3 separate regions of the Mus musculus genome follow, and all the other regions are linked to region 1. A link is a contact called in public HiChIP or PLAC-seq and Micro-C data. All regions are on one chromosome and are shown on one strand. Each heading gives the region's core, a stretch centred on a gene start, on an enhancer-like site or on the middle of the called end of the contact. The rest is flanking DNA. Distances are from core to core; before and after follow the strand shown. Region 1 holds the start of Dlx4os (distal-less homeobox 4, opposite strand). Region 2 holds the start of Hoxb9 (homeobox B9). Region 3 holds the start of Hoxb13 (homeobox B13).

The links. A called contact is a pair of places that touch in the nucleus more often than the background predicts. HiChIP or PLAC-seq counts read pairs in DNA pulled down with a chosen protein or histone mark.
Region 2: a Micro-C map of embryonic stem cells shows a contact between it and region 1, with 2.8 times the contacts expected there. The contact joins the promoter of Hoxb9 here to the promoter of Dlx4os in region 1. A contact is called at or near these places in 5 of 39 promoter capture datasets (cranial neural crest, hematopoietic stem and progenitor cells, liver and 2 more), 1 of 484 Hi-C or Micro-C datasets (embryonic stem cells) and 2 of 115 datasets of contacts at active chromatin or transcription factors (embryonic forebrain and embryonic midbrain).
Region 3: a contact with region 1 is called in an H3K4me3 HiChIP or PLAC-seq map of embryonic forebrain, with 5 times the contacts expected there. The contact joins the promoter of Hoxb13 here to the promoter of Dlx4os in region 1. A contact is called at or near these places in 6 of 39 promoter capture datasets (cranial neural crest, frontonasal cranial neural crest, hippocampal neurons and 3 more), 2 of 484 Hi-C or Micro-C datasets (cerebellum and cranial neural crest), 5 of 115 datasets of contacts at active chromatin or transcription factors (astrocytes, embryonic forebrain, embryonic hindbrain and 2 more) and 1 of 9 other capture datasets (liver).

Annotation. Positions count from the first base shown.
Region 1 is chr11:95,142,089-95,147,154 of GRCm38.p6, forward strand. Dlx4os (distal-less homeobox 4, opposite strand) reads left to right here and starts at 2,965. Exons shown (of 3, transcript NR_040279.1): 1 at 2,965-3,186. Dlx4 (distal-less homeobox 4) reads right to left here and starts at 3,713. Exons shown (of 3, transcript NM_007867.4): 1 at 3,108-3,713. The coding sequence starts at 3,393.
Region 2 is chr11:96,268,587-96,273,652 of GRCm38.p6, forward strand. Hoxb9 (homeobox B9) reads left to right here and starts at 2,744. Exons shown (of 2, transcript NM_008270.2): 1 at 2,744-3,472. The coding sequence starts at 2,956. Gm51876 (a long non-coding RNA gene) reads right to left here and starts at 465. Exons shown (of 3, transcript XR_003949606.1): 1 at 1-465.
Region 3 is chr11:96,191,254-96,196,319 of GRCm38.p6, forward strand. Hoxb13 (homeobox B13) reads left to right here and starts at 3,063. Exons shown (of 2, transcript NM_008267.4): 1 at 3,063-3,793; 2 at 4,720-5,066. The coding sequence starts at 3,190. The coding sequence ends at 4,976.

The sequences.
Region 1 (5,066 bases), core at 1,715-4,214:
CAGCAGCCTTCACTATCAACCTGAGTCTCGGTGTGTGTGTGCAGTGGAACAAGCCTTGCCTATCCCTGCCATTTCAACACCAGCAACAGTCAATACAAGCTTCAGCTCTTGAGTTCTTGTCCTGCTGAAGCTACCACTATAGGACCTAAGAACACAAATCGCCAAGGGCCAGGGTAAGGGTGCCCAGGCTCCTGCAGGGTGGCAGGGTGCTGGTATGTTGGTTGGTGGACCTGCTTAGAATAGAACAGGGCAAAAGACTCGTGGAGAGCTGAGCTAAGGTCTGGAGATGAGCAGAGCAGTGTATCAAAGACTCAAGAAACCTAAGAGTAATACTCAAAGTTTCAGGGATCTAGAAACAAGATGTATTTCCTGCGGGCCCCAGCGCGGTTGCTTCAGAAGGAAAGTGATTCAGGTCCGGAAAGCTTAATGTTCCGCCAGCAATACGGGTTGTTATATTGTCATCGCTGGGCTGTAGGCTGTAGCAAAAGGTCTGGTGTCCCCCACAGGCCCCCAACTCCCACTATTATAGGAAGCGGCTTCAGGTTGGCGTCAAGATTGAGGGCATGGGTTTCCATTCTTGAAACCGGGGCCCCGACCTGGACCACTTTATGGGATACTGAGACTGTGCAAGGGGATGAGAAATGGGAAGAGGCAAAATGCCTGCCCGGGATGACAAAATGTTGGGGTGACAGCTGCCTCTTTCCGTGCAGGTCTACTATGAGGACCCCAGAATAGAGCGGGTGAGATGTCCCTGCCTGTATCCTGGCAGCAGTAGCAGCTTCTGTCCTTCAGCTCCCCATCCATTCTTAGCTGGGTTCACCCAACAGATGTTAGGGTCTCTGCTCGTGGGCCGCAGTCACCACTGCCTTCACCTCCCCCACATCCCTCACCGGTGGCCTTGGGGGCTGTGGTCCTCAAATCCTGTCCCCTGGATTCCAACCTCAGCCAATTCCCAGAAAAACCATTGGGTTTCCGCTCCCGCTCCCGCTCCCGCCCGCGCTCCCGCCCGCGCCTGTCTTGTCTCTCCTACTCCGACTTCTACTGCTCACCCGGGGCCGGCAGCCAAGCGACAACCCATGCCTTCTTGGCTGCCTGGACCGCGCAGTTCGGGTAATAGCGAGCAGAGCGCGAAGGAAGACAGCCTGGACTGCTGAACTCGCAGAGCAGATCACCTTCCAGGTGCCTTCCGGAACAGCTGCCTTTTTCCACACTAGTTTTGGCAAGTCACAACTGGATCTACCCCGGTCGGTCGCGATAACGGGTCCCCAGGGCCTCCGTGGAGGCGCGGCAGCCACACCCGCAGCCCCAAAGGGGTGTTGCTGAGGCTCTTTCTGAGCCAAATGCCTCCCTGGGACGGAGGTGCACCCGTAGTATGGGCGTAGGACACCCCAAGCCCTCTCTCGTACTCCAATCATTCATTCAAGAATGGGCGGCGGCCCGCATAATTTCAATAGCGAAATGCTACGGTATATTTTTTTTTTAAAGAATCTGTTTGTGAACATGGAGTCTCTGTTTTGTTTTATTTTATTTTATTTTTTCGTTGTATCCGGGTAAAGTACGTAATAGAAAGAATTCTTCAGTCCATTGTTCTTGGACCAAGCTAGGGAAGGCATATGGAAGACAGGTCCACCTTATTGCCAGACAGGTCTCCCAATAAGGACAGGTTCTTCCTCTCCAGTCCCAAAATGCACACTGTCTGTCCTCATGTGCACACACAGGACGGATAGCAGGTTGCCCGACTTGTCCTCAAACTCAGGACCCCCCTTGCCTTTACTTCCCCAGTGTATATTAGTATATCTAAAAAGAAGAGTCCAAGCGGTTCCTTTGTAGATCTGTATGCAAAACTCTGCCACTCAGACGGACTGTCCCTCCTCCAAGGAGACCCAGCAACCTAGCAGGCCCACCCCCACTCTGCTCCAGAAAGCTGTTAACTTTCTGGGGTCCTGAGAAGTTCCTAAAGTCCCCTTTCCTGGCTCCGTCCATTGAGGAAAGTGAACTTGCCCTGGTCCAGGAGCCTGGAAAAAAAAGTTGTGTCCTGGATCTATCTATATGCATTCCTTCTATCTCAGTTTCTCCAACCATAGAACAAGGAATGTGAGCCTCTATTCTAATGTGGTTTTGGTTGGGGGTGTATGTGTCATGAATTTATGCCAGAATGACCAGGGAAAAGGAGAGAAACATCTTGGTTTGGGGCTGATTATGTGAAGTCACATCACAGACTTGCGCATCTTCGAGGACTATGCCAAGAACAATTGGACCATTTTGATGTTCAAGGAGTCAGTGGGTCTATGGAGAGCATCCTCGTACTGCCAGCCAGGGTCTGTCAGTTGGGCTGTGCATAGGTCGGAGCTAGGAAGGCCAGCTGCTCCCCTGTCTTCACCGAAGCCTTCCAGTGGAGCTCAGATTTGCTGCAGGCAACCGAAGCTGGGTCTAATGTATCCCAAAGTTAAAGGTGGAGATGGTAAAGATGTCTTAGGCACAAGGCAGAGGAGGCCAGGGAAAGAGCTGGAGACTGGTAGACCAGCCTGTAAGTTTATTATTTGAGCAACAGTTGGTGGGGGTCTTATACCCAGATCCTGCAGGGTATAGGCACCTCCAGGAAAAGGGGGTGGGGCCCAGGAAAGGAGAAGGAACCCAGCCTAGTTGTCTACCTATCTCCAACTGGAAACTGATTTCTGTTTAGTAGTGTTTGATTTATATACTGGTTTCTGAGACCAGAACTCAAAAGGGATGATGTCGGAACGGAGTGAAGGATGAGGAGAATCACAGGGAAGGGGTTAGATCTCCACCTCTCCATCTGGATTAGGGCAAATTTCCGTTACACAGGTACTCACACAGCTCCACTGCTCCAGGGGGTGGGGTAGGGAGCCCTCCCGCCTGGCTTTTCAAAACTGCAAATCGAAACCAGGTCGAATTTAAAAAGGAGACCTAGATCAACTTGCCTCCGCTCCTCCCCCATCCTTCGCCCTCCCCCTACCGCAGATTCCTGGGTATCGGAGAGAGAAGCGTTTGAATCCCTCTAGTTGCGCGCAAGCAGAAGAACGCGAAATTTATGCAAAGACAACCCAGACCCCAGAGGTGAGGAGAGCCGCCGCGGTCACACTTACCTGCTTCGAGCTCCTGCGGGTGTTCAGCCGGCCTGTGAAAGGGCTGAGATGGCGCCACCAATTGTTGCTGGCGGGGCAGGTAGGAGTCTCCTGGGGTTGCCGGCCCAGGGTGGGAATAGGACCGGGGGTGGCCGTAGGACTGGGAGTAGGACAAATCGGGAGAAGCTGCGGTTCCCGGGGATAGTCCGAGCGGGTAAGCAGCCACTACCGACAGGGCGGGGGCGAGGTCCGGGAAGACAACGTTGGAGGCACCACGGTCAGGAAGGGGACAGGGTAAAGAGGTCATTGCGGCCGGTGCCGGGCCACAGGGCCTAGGTCATGGCCCGCACGCTGTCTACTCTTTCTGCCAGCTCCTTTCAAAGTCTCCAGCTCCAGCAAGCCACTCTTACACTTCAGATGCCTGGAAAAATGTCTCTCTGAGCCTCTTCCGGCAGAGAACTCGCACCCGGGAAAGGGTTTTTTGGGGTACCCCGTGGTTTTACCCTTCCCCATCTTTTCCTCTGGGTTCGGTTCCCGGGACCCCAGGGGTCCCCCGCCCACTTAGACACCCCGGATTGGCTATTCCTTGGTGACCTCAAGCTGAGCCCGCCCCCCACCCCTCGTGTTAGCGTGCACCGGGAAACGGGAGGGATGCGAGCTCCGGACCCCACATCCCTGCATCAACTCCGAGTTCCTGGGGAATCGGTAGAGTCAGGAAGTCTCAGTAACGATGTTCAAGGTGCTAGGAAATTGGGCCTGGGATGGCTAGGGGACGAGGGAAGCTGCGCGGTAACTAGAGACGCTTTGGAGACTCAGAACCTGTGTGCGCGTCGCGCGGGTCTGCATGGCCCCACGCTGCCAGGGCTCTGCGAGGGAGTGGAAAAAGCAGCTAGCCAGCGCCGGCCGCTTATTCAGCGCGTCGGAATGCGTAGCTGCAGAGCGATGGCAGTTTGTTGGTAAACAGACGCTGGGGCCTGGAGGGTGCCGCCTGGCGCCCAGCCTGCCCCGCACGCGCGTGGCGCGCACGCCCCCGCCGAGCGCCCAGAGCCTGGCACGCCGCGACCGCCGCCACTGCGCCTCACCACCCCCAATGCAAGCTTCCGCTTCCGGCAGGGGCCCCGGTTTAGTTGCGACACCACAGCTCCTGCAGGCCCTTGAGGCTGCTGGAGGGAATCTGCTGTCTGGGATTCGCCTGTACCGAGCCCCGCCTTTTCTGGCACTCTGCAAAATGTAGCCTCCCAGGAACTGGGGCAAAATCTGGGAGTGGGGATGAATCTAGTTTGATGGCTCCTGGGAGGGCACAGAAAATATGGCTAACTCCATTGTACTTCCAGACTGTGTTCGGGACCTGTCTCTTAGCAGGACAGGAGGCCTTAATGAACACCATGTATGCAAGCATCTGTTGCCACGTGCACAAAAATACATAGAGTCTTCATCCAACATATATTGTTACATACCAATATCCCTCTACGAAAAGAGGCTCATTTATGGACCGGCAAACACAGACTTTAAGGTGTGGTGTATATACAGCTGCATCCCCAACCATGGGCAACTCTTTGAATAAAAGCACAGGATTGAGGTGGATGAGATGGCTCAGCAGACAAGAGATGAAGAGCAATTAGGTTGCCACCAAGCCTGACCATCTGAGTTGGAGTCCCCAGGACCATATAATGGAAGAAAAAACAAACTCCCAAGAGCTAGTCTCTTGAGCTCCATATGTGGGCTCTGTTATGCATGGATCTTCACACATACGCATAACCCAAACATAAATAAATGTAATATTTTTATTTAAAACACATTGTGCTTACCTGGCACATATGCTTGTATATTACAAGTCAAATCACTAATTTTCCTTCTCAGAAATAAGGCTGTCCAAACGTGAACATATATGCTCATGTGTGGGCTACCCTTTCCCACACATCTAAGCTGCTTTGCAAAATGAGAGAGACAATTCTTTTGGTTTGGTTTGATTTTCTAAGA
Region 2 (5,066 bases), core at 1,494-3,993, 1.1 Mb after region 1:
CAGGGATCACCAAGCATTTCAGCAAGGGGCCACCCACCCTGGTGACCATTTTGTCCTTTGCCTCTGTTGAAGCTGAGCTCAAGTTTGAGGCAGCAATCCCTTCTGGAAAGCTTGCAGCAAGGGTGAGACTCCTTGCTGCTGCTGCTGCTGCTGCTGCTGCTGTCTTCCCCTGGAGGGGGTGAGATGGGGTATACACCCCAGGGATGAGGGGGAAAGTTCATTCTCTTCTGTAATCACCTCTCCAGAGAAGACAAGCTTCCCAAATCTGTCTCTTCCACTTTGTGTGCCCCCCCCCCCCGCAATCCCCAGCATCTTCTTACTTAGAAAAACTACTTCTTACTTAGAAAAGAGGCCTGGGTCTCCTCTTCACCCATCAGTGATTCCAGGAGGGATTAAGAACGGCTCCCTGGGCAGCTATAACCCACAAATATGAATTTAAACGGATTATCTCCCTCTTACAGGGCACAAGCCAGGAGCCCAAAGGTTCTTCCTCTGATCCTTTCTCTAAACTAAACCAGTGAAGAATCTGCAGCAAAGCCCGGGAGAGGAATGGGAACCAGGAGGGCAGCGGGCAGAGCCCAGCGCCTATACAGCTTGGGTCTTAAAAACAGCCTTGCTCCATCACGTTTCCATAAATAAAAGAGCCCCGGCCCAGAGTTCACATGTCCTTTTGGGCCCTAATTTATATACTACAGAAAATCATATACCCACCTCGACATGCTTCATAACGCTGTTATTTATGGCTGGGGAGGGGATTTTTTTTTTTTTGGCCTGAAGACTATATTTATTACAGGTAAAACTGATGGCAGATTTCATAGGACTAGCAAAGCAGGAACAGGTGCTCTGCCCTAACTATGATTCATTCGCTCCAGGCCCAGCTTCTTGCTGGCAGATCCGGGAAGCTCTCTTGACTTTTCCAAGCGTCCAACCGCTACTTAGAAGAATTTGCATCGGATTTTTGTTTCCCCATTTGGATACTACAGGGAAAAAAATAGATCTTCACGCTGTTTGGTTCCGGATCTGCTGGGCTGTCGCTCTCCAAGAGCGTGGGTGGAATTGAAGGGGCCGGCTGGGCGCCCGCATTGATCTTTAAAAAATCATTTTGAAATCGCCATAATGTGAAGAAATATGGCGCTTCGCCCTCGTATTTCACACGTAATGACACGAGATGGCTTCATTTAGAAAGACAAGCGGGCGGGACTGTGTGTGTGCTCTCGGAGGTGATCCGCAGCCTTCCACTGGGCAGTAGGGGTACTGGCTAAAAACATATTGACCCCCAAGTTAGAACGGTTCCACTTTTTCTAAAAGAAGGGGAGGCTAAGGAGGGAGTCATGGCCCCCGGAGCAGTCTGCCTAATAACGGTCCAGACTCAGAGAATAGCCAAGAAATCTGTCTTTAAACCTAACCCGAGGAAACCAAGCCTGTCTAGGGGCCCGGCCTCCCAGAGCACCACACCGGGGGAGGCGCCTGCACCCAGGCAGAAGCTGTAGAGGCAAGAGCTGGGAGAGCCGCCAGGAAACCAGCCCGTGGCCTCGGGGGAGTCCCTGCGCAGGGCCGCAGATTAGCTGCTAATAAAATGCACTATTTGTAATCTCCACGAGAGGATTGTAGGCGAGAAGGCGGCGGGTGGGGGAAACGGACTGATGCCGGGGACTCCTCTGTACTTGCTACCGTCCTATGTCAGTATTTGGACCTTTTCCAGAGCGGCAATTCCGGGTGAAAAGCGCTAGAGTGCTGAGAATTTAGCTGGCCTCTTTCCCTTTTTGGATGGAAAGGAAGGTAACCCGGTGTTCCTTACTGTGCCGTTTGGGGAGTCTTCTTCCCCTTCTCCTTTAATCATTTCCCACATTAGCCCTCTCATCTGGACATTTTTAAGGGTCTCAGAGATTCCTGGATGAAGGACAAGAAATGACCATGGACCCAGCCTTTCACAAAGGCCCAAGAAAAATTTTAAGGAGTTAAACAAGACTGGTTAGTCTCCCGAAACTCTAGTTCCAGGGCCTGGTGTGTCTCTTTGGCCTTAGGCAGGCTATAATTTCAAGACAGATAATGATTCTTTGGACACTAGTCCCCTTTCGCCTCTCTCAGCTGCTAAAGGATCAAGGGAAGAGCCTAGTCACGTAAATCTCCCCAAATTGTGCCCTGAACCCCCTCCAAAGAGGATAACTGTCCTATAAAAGCCCCAACTTCTTTCTCATCCTTTTACTTCATCTCCTGTGGGTCGCTGTACTGCTGTTGTTTAATAAACATCTCTGTCAAGGGGACAGAGGACAGGAAATGAGGGCCCGCGGGGTGGAGGTGGAGGTGTTGGGGGGGGGCGACAAGACTACCTCCTCTTTAATTACCCTGTCGGGCCTCTCCCGCAGCTCTGAGGCTGGGGCGCTCTCCCTCCCTGTATGCTGGTCCTCCCCCCCCCCCCAATCTGCCTGGGGAGAGGGCTCCTCAGCCTGCGTCCCTCCTGAGGCAGCCCGCTGCTTGCCTCCGCCTCTCCTCCGCCCCCATCGCCCCATGTTGAGAACCCCCCTTCCTGTAAAAGCGGGAGGGGCCCGGGCGGCCCGGCAGCTCAGGCTGAGGTTACGTGGCCGCCGGAGCCCTGACGTGATAGCACATTGCATCAGCATAAAACAATCCATCCTGGATATGGAATGCGGTGAGGACGGATGACAGCGCGAGCGCAGCCCCCTCGCCCGATTGATTTATGTCGGAGCTGACGCTTTATCAGGCAGTCCGCAAAACTTTGACCAATCATTTTGCAAGGAGCTCCGAGCCGGGCTGCTCCACTGTACTTTGTTGGCTGAGAAGTTGAGCAGGGGGTGGGGGTGGGAGGGTGGGGGTCTGGGGGGGGTCGCGTCCGAAAGCCCTCTGCACCGGGTCCGTGTGCCACCTTTTCCCTGCTTGGGCGCCGCGGCGCGAGCGCTTCCCTTCCCCCTGCGAGCGCGCGGATAATGTCTGAGAATGTCCATTTCTGGGACGCTTAGCAGCTATTATGTCGACTCGATCATAAGTCACGAGAGCGAGGACGCGCCTCCAGCCAAGTTTCCTTCGGGCCAGTACGCGAACCCGCGGCAGCCGGGCCACGCCGAGCACCTGGACTTCCCCTCGTGCAGCTTCCAGCCCAAAGCGCCGGTGTTCGGCGCCTCCTGGGCGCCGCTGAGCCCGCACGCCTCGGGGAGCCTGCCGTCTGTCTACCACCCCTACCTGCAGCCCCAGGGCGCGCCGGCGGCCGAAAGCAGGTACCTCCGCACCTGGCTAGAGCCGGCGCCGCGCGCCGAGGCCGCCCCGGGGCAGGGCCAGGCGGCCGTGAAGGCGGAGCCGCTGCTGGGCGCGCCGGGGGAGCTGCTCAAACAGGGCACGCCCGAGTACAGTTTGGAAACTTCGGCGGGCAGGGAGGCTGTCCTGTCTAATCAAAGAGCTGGCTACGGGGACAATAAAATTTGCGAAGGAAGCGAGGACAAAGAGAGGCCGGATCAAAGTAAGTTATAAAAAAAAAAAAAAGTGAGGAAATCCCCCCCAGGCTGCAGGCCAGGCCCGGGGGAGGGGAGGGGAGAGGCCATAAAGCGGACAATGTAAAGGGACAGAGCGCCTGGGGCCGCAGGGCTAGAGTGGGTGGAGGGAAGAGGAAGGAAGGGGCTGGCAAAGCAAAAAGCTGGGTGTCCAGGAGGGGGACACTGAGGCTACCCCCCACTCCTCCTTGTGGCGCAGGGACTGAGACTCAGGGACCAAGTCTCTCTAGTCCTTCATTCTTCCCCAGGCTCGGGCTGGAAAAAGGGAGAGGGACCTGCGATAGAACTGTAGGAGGCCGGGCCGATGGCCAGCGCGGCCCGGAGCCCGCGCGGGCACGGGGCCGAAGAGCACTCGGCAGAGCCGCCTGCGCCACGCGCAGACCGTCCCTGCCGGCCAAGGGGAAGGGGGAGGGGGCTCATTAGGATTTTATTTGCGATGCAACAGCTTGGCGGAGGATTGTTCCTAGCAGATCTCACGCAGTAGCCGCGTCGGGTCGGCAGCAGGCGCCGGGAGGGGCGGGGGAAGCCCAGGATGCGGTGACGGAGCCCCCTCCCCGGTGCGCCGGCCCCTCCCCGGGAGCCTTCCCTCCGGGGGTCCCCCGCCCTTCTAGGGCATCCTCGACAGGACGGCCGTTTCTCCTCCTGCGGTTGCACGCTGATCTCCGCGGGGCTTCCGATCACTTAGGCCGGGCAGTTCACCTCTCCGAGAGTCTAGGCATCACTTGCTAAAGACAGGGCCTCCCTCTAGAATGGAGGAGAAGACACCCAAAGGGACCCCGGGGGAGGGAGGGGGAGGACTGCGCAGGGGCGGAGAACTCTACCCTTGGTGGAGAGTTTCTTACCACCTCCCACTCCTAAAAGCACCCTTGCTAAAATAAAACCCCAAGTGGAAACTGCTGCTGGCTGAGAGTAGAGGAGGCTTACTTTTAGGGGTTTGTTTTTAAGGATGGGGAAGACAAACTGGTTTGGGGCTCGCTCTTGGTCCCAAACAATACGGGACAAACTGACAGGTCAACTCCTCACCTCTTCCTCCTCTGGGCAAATAGTTTGGTCCTTGCTCGCCCTATTGGATGCCCCACCAACAGAGAGGCCAATGGGTCCTCTGGGGGCATGCTTGCCCTCTGAAAAGCAAGGAGAGACACTATTCCCCTGTGACCCTTGTGGTCCCCTCATACCTCCAACTTGCCAGGCTGAGTTATTAAGGAGCTCATATCCCCAAAACAGCTCCTCCCAAAGCTCCAGAAAACACCCAAACAGACCCCTCACCCCATGGCCCCAGACTAGGCCTGAGTTGCCCATCATTGCAAGGCAGCCATTTGGCTAGGCTCAATTATTAACAGTTTTTTTTTTTGTTTCCTCTTTCATATTTAATGAAAGAGGAAAAGGCTGCGGGTCCCATCCCAGACAATCACATTAAGGGAATAGCGCTGCAAATTGGCAGGACACGCTACTTAGTGTAGGATGAAGTGAATTTTAAAATATACATAGATATTCAGAGCTTTTCACTTGGGGGCTAAGCTGGTGGAGTGGATCTTGCTTGTAATTGGCTCTGCTTTGGGAGGC
Region 3 (5,066 bases), core at 1,813-4,312, 1.0 Mb after region 1:
AGTACATTATAAATAGAACCCAGGGCCTCACACACTGCTAGAAATTATTGTTGTTTAATTATTGTTCTTCCTAAGTTGGGATACAACTGGTTGGGGTGGGAGCAAAGCAGGAATCCTAGGCATACGGGGTCTTAACAAATTGAATACCCCCACATAACCAGCGTCCACGTGGAGATAACATTTCTAGGGCCTTAGAAAGTCTCTTTATTACCTCTCTCTCTCTCTTTTTTTTTTTTTTTTGGCTCGTTTCTATTTTGAATCCCGTTGAGATATGGGGCAAGTCACACAACAGAGGAACTCGCATATATGAACATGCAAAGGTAACAGGAGCCTAGTTCAAATGCTAATAAACCTAATACCTAGACCTGTTCCCTGGGATAGAATACCCAAAGCTCTTGAACTATATAGACATGGAAATCATAAAGACGTAGTCTTTTATATCTGGCTTCTTTCACCAGTGTCATTTGCTGGGTTTTAATCCCCATGTTTCATTCCAGCCTGATTTCCTTTGCCTATCCCACTCTCGCTAGAATCTGACTTGCTTCCAGTTTTGAATATCTATGGCTAGTGCTTCGGCAAACCTAGTGCATGACACCACAATTACTCTTTTTTTTTCTTCCTTTCTAAAAGTGGGAACCAGCGGGGACATGGTTCATTGGTAGAATATTTATCTAGCACGTGTGATGCTCTGGGTTCAATTCTGAGTTCTGAGAGGAAAGAGAGAAAGAAAAGACTAAGTTGTTTCTATCATGCCAGCAGCTCTTGGGAGGGAGATGCAGGAAGATCAGAATTTCAGAGATACCTTCAGCTACAAAGGGAGCTTGAGGCCAGTGTGTGGCATAAAATGCTGTGAGAATTTGCATGTCATATATCCCAGGGGCCATGCAAATCTTCTGGATATCTATGCAGTTTCAGTAATCTAAAAAAGAAAGTGTTAGAACATACCCCACGATGGATGTAAAAATTTCCCTTATACCCAGAAGTGTTGTTTTGTCAAATGATTTTGATTTTTTTTTTAAAAAAGTAAAGGCCACTCATGCTGTATCAGCATTAATAAACTTACACACATCTTTCCTCCCCACCAAAGACAGGGTTTCTCTGTGCAGCCCTGGCTGTCCTGAAACTCTGTCTGTAGAGCAAGCTAGGTCTGAAAAGGCCTGCCTCTGCCTCCCTGGTGCTGGAATCAAAGGTGAATGCCACTGTATCTCTACATCCCAGCATACAGGCATCTGTGTCTACAGAAACCTAAGAACTGGGAAGTTCGAAATCTTTAGGGGGGAAATCCTGGTGTTTCTGCCCTTCATGATTGGGTGAACAACAACCTGGATTGGGCTTTGGGAAGCAGTGAACAGACACCTTCCTCTTTTTTCCTTTCTCTATGTTTTCAAATGTGATAAAAATCAGAGGGGATGTTTGTGCTTCATGTCAGTTATTAACAATGTCTGTTGGGAGTGATACACAGTATACTACAGGCCTCCATTCTGGCTTTCATAGGCCCTTTCCCACAAAGTGACTCAAGTTCAAGTTTAGGCTTTGGCTGAGCCGGACTCAGCTCAAGGGGTTCGATTCTTTATTACAAACAAACTCTTGATGTAGAATAGAAAAGTTCAAATTTTCTGCCGGGGTGAGGGGAAACCTGAGAGAAAACTAGAAGACACAAAGGGATTTCATGTGAAAGTGATACAGGAAAGAAACAAAAAACAAAAAACAAACCAACTTTAAGGGCAGATTTGTGAAACAAGCCATTTGAATCTACAGCACAATAGGCCCCAACAGAGGGCCTCGGACAATTCTAGCAGTTGGGGTAGTTCACTCTCTCTCTCCTCCTCTTTAACTTCCAAGGAAATTTAAAGAGGCAGCTAGGGGGTCCTGAGCTTTCTAGTCCCTCAGTCCTGTGGAAGTGTGCTGGGGCCAGGGTTCGGTTCCTGGACTTTCCGGCCTAGAGAGCGGCACCAAAGAGCAGAAAGGCCCCCACACAGACCAAGCTCCTGCAATCTTGGGACCCAGGATCCCCACAGGTGGGGATGGCCACGAAACCAGCCTTGGCTCCCCCAGACTGCAGATTCCAGAAAAAGGGATACAATCTTGACCCCCCCTTCCCATTTGTGATGTTTCAACCTCTCCCTCTCTCCCTCTCCCTTTTTTCCTCTCTTCCTTTCTCCTCCCTCTCTGCCTACCCCCCCCCCCCCCGCCAGCCTTCCTTTTCCACACCGAGTCTATTCCTTCAAGTAAAGCCCCTGTACGCCTGTGTCTCTTGGTCTCTTTCTCCACCCTTAAACGGAAATCCAGACCCCCTTCCCAGACATTGGCTCTATTTCCCCTTCAGATCCGGACACTGCGTTCCCTGAGCCAAGCACTGCACGTTTTCAACGTTCCTTCGTGTCCCCCGCCCCTTGGCTCCGCCTCATCCCCATTGGGGCCTCCGGGCTTTCAGTGTTGTGACTAGGCAGGGTCCTTGGGGGACAGACCTGGAAGGCACTTGCCTGGGCGCAGTGTATTAGGGACAGAAAGGATATCTACAATGAGCTACGGTGGCTAGTACCCAGCCTCCAAGCACAGAGCTCCCTGACGCCTACAGTTCTCATTCCCATCTCAGAAGCATTCCCGGGTTCTCCTTTGAGGCAGCCCGAAGTGGCCTCCCAGCCCTTCCCCCGACTCCCCTCATCCCCAGGAGATGGACACTTTATTGGGAGAGCTTTTTATTCTCTCGTTAAACCTGCCAAAGCGCAGAAGACTGGGAGCCAGGAAGAGAGAGAGAGAGAGAGAGAGAGAGAGAGAGCGCAGGCAGAGACCCGAGACAGCAGGCAGAAGCAGAGACACATATAGAGACAGAGACACAGAACACATACAGATAAAGACAGAGACACACATACAAAAAGAAAAAGAGACAGGCGGAGAGGAAGAGAAGGGAAGAGAGGAGGCGGAGCCGGGCTCCCCGTCCCTTCTCCCCCTGCAATTTCTGCGGGAGGATTTTATGAGCCTCTCTCCCCCAGGCCACAGCCAATCAGCGCTCATGCCCGGGCTCTTGCGTCTCTTGCGTCAAGACGGCCCAGCCAGGCGAATGCAGGCGCCGTTCGAGCTGGGAGCGATTTAAAACGCTTAGGATTCCCTGGGCCTGGGTGGGGAGAGACAGCTTGCTGCCCCCTAGAACCCTCACCCTCGGCTCCCCATGAGCCGATCATTGGCTCCATGGAGCCCGGCAATTATGCCACCTTGGACGGGGCCAAGGATATCGAAGGCTTGCTGGGAGCTGGAGGGGGTCGGAATCTAGTCTCCCACTCCTCCCCACTGGCTAGCCATCCCGCGGCTCCAACGCTGATGCCAACTGTCAACTATGCCCCCCTGGATCTGCCAGGCTCTGCAGAGCCACCAAAGCAGTGCCACCCTTGTCCTGGGGTGCCTCAGGGGGCATCTCCAGCTCCTGTGCCTTATGGCTACTTTGGAGGCGGGTACTACTCTTGCCGAGTATCCAGGAGCTCCCTGAAACCCTGTGCCCAGACGGCCGCCCTGGCTACCTACCCTTCGGAAACTCCTGCACCTGGGGAGGAGTATCCCAGCCGTCCCACCGAGTTTGCCTTCTATCCGGGCTACCCGGGACCATACCAGCCTATGGCCAGTTACCTGGATGTGTCTGTGGTGCAGACCCTGGGAGCCCCCGGAGAGCCTCGCCACGATTCTCTGCTTCCCGTGGACAGTTACCAGCCCTGGGCCCTGGCCGGTGGCTGGAACAGCCAGATGTGTTGCCAAGGTGAACAGAACCCACCAGGTCCATTCTGGAAAGCAGCGTTTGCAGGTAAGTTCTACTCTGGCTCCCCTTGGCTCAGCATGGGCTACGCTGGCACTTGCTGGGAAGGAGGAAGAGGAGAGGAAGGGAAACTTCGGGCTGATGAGGAGGGGCCTAGGGTTCCTGGGTTATTTACTAGGACTGTGAGGGAGGGTCCAGGCAACAAGAGGGCCTCAGAGGGTCAGAATAAGGGGCCTCAGCAGGGTGCTAGCCTTCCTGACTTCTCCAGGAGGCTCTAGGACCAGTCTTTGAATATGTCGGGAGAACCTTGGATCTCTGCTGTTGATTGGGGGCAAAGAGTCCCTACCCAGCACAATCCCAGACTAATTCTGCCCAAAGGCCAAATGACATAATCCAGTGGTCTCGAGAGTGGCATTGAGAGGTGGGATCGGAGATATTGGGTGTTTCCTCGAGAATATAACCCTTTCCTTTTTTTAGGTCAATTTCGAAAGGAAAATTTAGGTTTTCTTTGACTGAGGGTGTATTGAAGGGTGTGTTCGTGAGTGTGCGTGTAAGTGTGTGTGCATGGTGTTTGTGTGTGTATGTGTGTGTTGGGTAGGGAACAGAACCCTGTTTTCTCATGTACATAATTTGCCAGTTTGGAGGAGTGGCTGAATCCGAACACGCATGTGAAAGTGGATTGTGTGATTGTGGACAAAAACCTGACAGGGTGGGTGTGTTTGCAGACTCCTGGTGTGAGGTCAGTGATGGTGGGGGTGGCCAGTAGGAGCAGAGGCTGAGTGAGTGGCTATCAGAGAATCAGGCAGAATCTAGGGCTGTGTGCTTTGAGGGAGCCGGGCCCACACATAGGATGATCAGGAAGCGCCTGCAGGATGACGTAGCCCTGAGGCGTGCAGGGCCTGGGTCTGCGCTTGATCTTGCGCTAGAGAGGGGACTAAGATGCCTTTTCTTCCCTCTCTTTTTCCACCACACAGAGCCCAGTGTCCAGCACCCTCCTCCCGACGGCTGTGCCTTCCGCCGAGGCCGCAAAAAACGCATTCCCTATAGCAAGGGGCAGTTGCGGGAGTTGGAGCGGGAGTATGCAGCCAACAAGTTTATCACTAAGGACAAGAGGCGCAAGATCTCGGCAGCCACCAGCCTCTCTGAACGCCAGATTACCATCTGGTTTCAGAACCGCCGGGTCAAGGAGAAGAAGGTTCTTGCCAAGGTCAAGACCAGCACTACCCCGTGAGCACCAGAGGGGATGGGCAGGGGAAGAGGGCTTGTCCTGGAGAACTGGGAGCCTGCCAGGGCCAGGACTGGCAGAGGACTCGGCTGAGGG